Linked DNA regions of Gossypium arboreum: region 2 is linked to region 1. The links are chromatin contacts, called in public Hi-C maps. All regions are on one chromosome and are shown on one strand. Each heading gives the region's core, a stretch centred on a gene start, on an enhancer-like site or on the middle of the called end of the contact. The rest is flanking DNA. Distances are from core to core; before and after follow the strand shown. Region 1 holds the start of LOC108483483. Region 2 holds the start of LOC108480334 (aldehyde oxidase GLOX1-like).

Region 1 (2,883 bases), core at 222-2,721:
CAAGACCTTTTGAAACTAATCAAAGCTTCTTTAAACAACTGATGCTCATATAAAACCCTCCCAATAGCCATTTGTCCATCAAATGCTTCTTCTCTTGACCTTGCCCCATCGGCTCTACTCCTTAAAGCTCCCAATTCCTTGACAAAAATGCCATAATCAGGACCCGTTTCTTCCCAATATACCCTTTTTTCTGAAAGCTCTGCAGAGGGTCCTAGTTCCCTCGACCACCCCGCATCCGAATACGCATCAAAATTGTCGCTTTTAAATTTCCCAGTTTTTGCTTGTTTTGCTTGCAATCTCTTCAACAAGATCTCCAATTCGTCCACCAGTTTCCACGTGTCGTCGAAAACTATCTCGTGATGCGGTGACCCGGCCCACGCCGTCGTCCGTTGCTTCCTCTGTGACTCCGTTATTCTCTCTTCCGCAATCGACGAAGAAGATGCTTCGGAGACGATGGATGCGCCTTTGTTTTCATCGGGATAGAGCTCGAGACCCAGCGCATCGAAGTCACGGTCAACGTCACCGGCTCCATCGTCATAAGTTCTCAACAAGCCGTCATAAGTTAACCCCTTTTCGCCGTCAATGAACTCCCCGTAGGTCCGGAAGACTTCGTCGAGAATAGCGTTGATTTGTTCGTCGCTGAATTTGACTCTGGGGTTAACGGCGACGACCAACGCTGCCATTTCATCTCTGTTAAGACCCCCATCACGGTTGTTATCGAATTGCTGAAAAATCCTCTTCACCTTCTCTGATCTACTCCCTCTTGTCGCCATTTCCTCCTACCCTTAAACGTTTTTTTCCCTCTCTTTTCTCCTAATCCTCGGAAAAACTGAAGAAGGAAATGCCAACCAAAGCCAATCAACCAAAGCTTAAGATTTGAGAAATGAGGGACCAAGAAAAGAAAAAGAAAAAAATATGGGTTTCTTTTTTCTTTTTTTGCTTTATATAAAGGGAATGGAGAGAAGAGATTGATGATGATGATGATGATGATGATGATGATGATGATGAAGAGCTCTTTCTTCTTTTCTAAATGTTTGTTGGTTTTTTTTTTGTTTCAAAATTGGTTTTTTCTGGTTCAGATGATGATGAGGGTGTGGGGGCAACAACAAAGGAAACCCCACAAAAAAGCAGAGTTTTGGTTTGAAAAATAGCTTGGTTATTGTGTAGGATCGTTCAACGGGGACGAAATTTAAATGTAAATGGTTAAGAGAGAGGGTAATGGTTGGTTGGAGGTTTGAGTCTGTAAAACAAAAAGAGGCTTATTTTAAGGCGAAAAAGTGCACTAATTACAATCAACTGCCCTATCTTTTTTGTTATATCACTGGAATTGCAACCTTCGTTATATCATTATTTCGTAGTTTGTTACTTCAATATCATATAGAGTGTAAAGTCACATCATCAAGGAAGGTTAAATCTCAGCTAAACTCAGTCTTAACCCAATATTCTATTAACAGGATATAATAACACATTTCTGTTTCAAATTTCAAATAAATTAATATCACAACTAAAAAGGATTGGTTTGTTTGTATTTTAGGAAGGATAACGGTAAAATCAGGCATATCCGGTTTGAAAATATTTTTAAGTAGTTTTTTTTTTTTTTTTTAGAGTGTATTTTTGCAACGCAGCATCCGTCTGATTTACTTAAAAATGAAAATATATATTAACCGTTGGATCGTCAACAATACTGTTGGGATCAAGGGCTATTGGAAAAAAAAACTCCAATAGCTAAAACCTCAATGGCTACAATTTTTTCCTATATATATCTTTTTACACTTTTAATTTTTTTTTTCATTCAATCATATTCTCTCAACTTTCTCAACTATTTTCTTCTTTCGATTTTAACCATCTTAAATATTTTTAAAATGTCACCTCTAATTCGTTTAGATCTCAAACATATTTTTTGATATCCAATTACGAATAGTAAAAAGATATTATTATATTTTTGTTTTAATTAATAATATTAAGTTATTAATTTTTTTTAAAATTTTTTTTATGTTTATATAATCTGGACGAAGAGCGGGTTACCGAAACAAATATACACAATTTAAGTGTGACAGCACCATGTGTTATTAAACAATAATTGGAAGAGGCAAGCTTCTTATACGTGTCTCATATGCTCGGCAAGGCCAAATTGGAGCTCACACTTATCAGTGCTTTGGTGGAAAAAAAGAGACCCGACACACACATTCCATCTTTCGTGTGGTGAGTGTAAGATTACACTCGAGGATGTAGCATTACAACTCAGTCTATCAGTTGATGAGTCAATTGCTACGGGGGTAGTGCGTATTGTTGATTGGAGCACAATTTGCCACCAACGATTAGGCAATGTGCTAAATAAGTTTAGTGGTAACCAGATAGATATGAAATGGTTAGAAGATTTCTCACGTTTTAACAGCTCTTCTAGTGCGATTGAAAGAAACAATTCACTCAAGCATTCATATTGAGGTTGATCGGGGGTCTTCTGATGCCAAATAAATATCAAAATCTGGTATATTTAGGGTGACTCCTACAAGTAATCGACCTAAAAGAAGCCAAACGACTCAATTGAGGATCAATTGTCTTGGCTACATTGTACCGAGAGATGTACCGAGGAACTAAAACATAGAAAATTAAAATTGGTAATTGTATACTCCTTCTTCAGTCACGAGCATAGTACCACTTACTATTTTTACGTCCTTGAGAAAACTTCCCTTATCAATTTCCACAAGGTAAGATTCATTTAATAATATAATTATCATATTTTTTTCATTATTATATTTTTGGAATAACATATTATTTGAACAGGAGGAACAATGACGTGAGTCATATGGGTATACCAAAAGAGCTTAAAGATATTTGGTTATTTTAGATCAACGGTCAGAAGTCGAGGTTAGTTTTTGAGTT
Region 2 (2,850 bases), core at 210-2,709, 160 kb after region 1:
TTTGTCATTGTACAAAAAGAGAGAGATGAGAAATTCAACCCAAAGATAACTCTGATTCAATTTAAGTTGCAGGGTAGCCATTAATTCTTTAGGAAAGTCAATAGGGTCCATCACCTTTTGTAATTTTTCTTTTCACCTTCGAAACACAGTGGATTAGTTAATGCATGATGTAGACTCAAACCCAAACTATAGCCACTGCTCGGACCACTGTCACAGCTCATAATTGGTGGATGGAATCGGCAAAATTTATAACTTTTACCGGTCCAGCGTATGCTTAAACAAGAATTTAGTTAGTAGAATATCGATTGATTGTTTTTAAGGGAGTGAGATTCAAATTTGATATATTGTTGATGTATAAATTTCATTGGATTATTATTGATAAAATAATTTAATATGATTTATTAATGGTATATTAAATATTATCTCTAAAATATTTTATATTGAAATTTAAGACATTCTATTAAAAATGTTTCTGATACTTAAAATTGTTCCAATTTTATTTTGATGTTTTCGAATTTAAAACAAAGAAGCATTGCTTTTTCATGTTTTCCATTGGAAGTCTACAAATGATACGATTTGGACAAAAGCAACGTACAGAAAATATCTATAATTATTTAATTTAAGATCGGAATGAAGGAATTGTTAACCCAAGGATTACTTTAAGATTAATTCAAAAGTTTATCAAATATTTTATATAAAAGAATCACTTAATATACATTTGGTATTTGAATTCGATCTTTTTTTAATTTAGTATATAAATTTAATACTTTTTTTTAAGTTGGTACTTAATTTTTGGGGATTTAATTTGGTACATGAACTTGACTCCTTTTTCTAATTTGGTATTTATTCTATTTTTTTTCGATTTGGTATTTGTCAAATGTTTTACAAATTACTCCAATATACTAAAAATATTTTTTATGTAGTAACAAAAATAATCAATATATATCCGATATATGATAGATAATATGATATTTTTTGTATTTTTATGTTCAATTACTTTTAGTTTTATTTATTTTATAAATTGAAAATAATGAATTCCTTTCAATTTGTGGTTTTAAAATTTTTTATTTAATATTAATTCATTAAGCATAGCTCAATATCTATTTTTTACATGAATTTACTCTAATACTGACAATATTTTTATGGCATAGTCAAAAAATTTTAACACTATTAGTATTTTACGTAATTTATATAACATTTAATAAATTTAGGTATTAAATTGAACATAAAAAATTTAGATATCAAATTAGACTTGAAACAAATTTAAATACCAAATTAAAAATATTAAGTTCATATACCAGCCTAAAAAATCTAATTATAAACTTTTTTTTTAAGGCAAAATAAACAACAAAAGGAAAACGATAACCATTTGGACCAATTAACTCGATTAACCTAGCTTTAAGTTAAATGATAATTCCAAGTATAAATCCTATTGACCAATCACTGAATAGACGAAATGAAGAAGAAAAGAGAATATAAATACCAAAGTCAATTTAGTTACCAACTCTAAAATTATATTATCCATTTGCTAATCATTCAAACAATCTCATTTTAAAAAAAAAAAAAAAAACTTGGAACATTCATATCCTAATTTTGAAACCAGAAACTAAACCATCGTTTTCATAAAGACAAACCACTACAAGCATCCCACGCAAGACCACATGGTGTGGGAGTCTCAAATCTCAAAGCCTTCATTGCTTCTCTCACCAAGTCCTTTATAAAAGAGTACCCAAAGCTGACAAGCAGCCATAATATCATCTGCTAAACATATGGCAGAAATGTCAACCCTTTGTACATTTCTTTTCTCACTTCTACTCTTTGCCTCACATCCCCTTATCCTCCCCACTGCTGCCGACGGCCGGTGGCAGCTGCTACAAAAAAGCATTGGCATCTCATCCATGCACATGCAACTCCTTAAAAATGACCGTGTTGTTATGTATGATAGGACTGATTTCGGCCCATCCACTCTGCCATTGGCAAGTGGGAAATGCCACAATGACCCAACCAACACCGCTGTCCAAGTAGATTGTACGGCGCATTCAGTTGAGTATGATGTTTTGAGCAACAAGTTCAGGGCTCTTACTGTCCAAAGCAACGTTTGGTGTTCTTCAGGCGGCGTCATGCCTGACGGTAAATTGGTCCAAACCGGTGGTTTCAGCGAAGGAGAACTTCGGGTCAGGGTTTTCAGCCCATGCGAAAGCTGCGACTGGCACGAAACACCAAATGGATTGGCGGCCAAAAGATGGTATGCTACCAATCATGTCTTGCCAGATGGAAGACAAATTGTTGTCGGCGGCCGAGAACAATTTAATTACGAGTTTGTTCCTAAAAACATAGCCGCCGACACGTTCAAGTTGCATTTCCTGTCGGAAACCAATGAACGAGGAGTAGAGAACAATCTCTACCCTTTTGTTTTTCTCAATGTCGATGGAAACCTGTTCATTTTCGCCAACAATCGAGCTATTTTGCTTGATTATGTGAACAACAAGGTGGTGAAAACTTACCCCAAAATACCAGGTGGGGAGCCAAGAAGCTATCCAAGCACAGGTTCGGCTGTATTGCTACCATTGAAGAACTTGACAGCCGCCACTATTCAAGCTGAAGTTTTAGTTTGTGGGGGTGCTCCAAAAGGATCATTTGTCCAAGCATTACAAGGTAAGTTCGTTAAAGCCTTGAACACTTGCGCCAGGATCTCAATAACCGACCCGAAACCAAAATGGGTCTTGGAAACTATGCCTTTAGCTAGAGTCATGGGTGACATGGTATTGCTTCCAAACGGCAAAGTTTTGGTCATCAACGGAGCACGTTCCGGGTCAGCAGGATGGGACTTAGGAAGGGACCCGGTCTTAA

What was found. Hi-C and Micro-C count contacts between places; a contact is called where the count stands out from the background.
Region 2: a contact with region 1 is called in a Hi-C map of leaf, with 4 times the contacts expected there. The contact joins the promoter of LOC108480334 here to the promoter of LOC108483483 in region 1. A contact is called at or near these places in 3 of 5 Hi-C or Micro-C datasets (all in leaf).

Annotation. Positions count from the first base shown.
Region 1 is chr1:100,246,220-100,249,102 of ASM2569848v2, forward strand. LOC108483483 reads right to left here and starts at 1,472. Exons shown (of 1, transcript XM_017786919.2): 1 at 1-1,472. The coding sequence starts at 773.
Region 2 is chr1:100,403,584-100,406,433 of ASM2569848v2, forward strand. LOC108480334 (aldehyde oxidase GLOX1-like) reads left to right here and starts at 1,460. Exons shown (of 1, transcript XM_017783290.2): 1 at 1,460-2,850. The coding sequence starts at 1,770.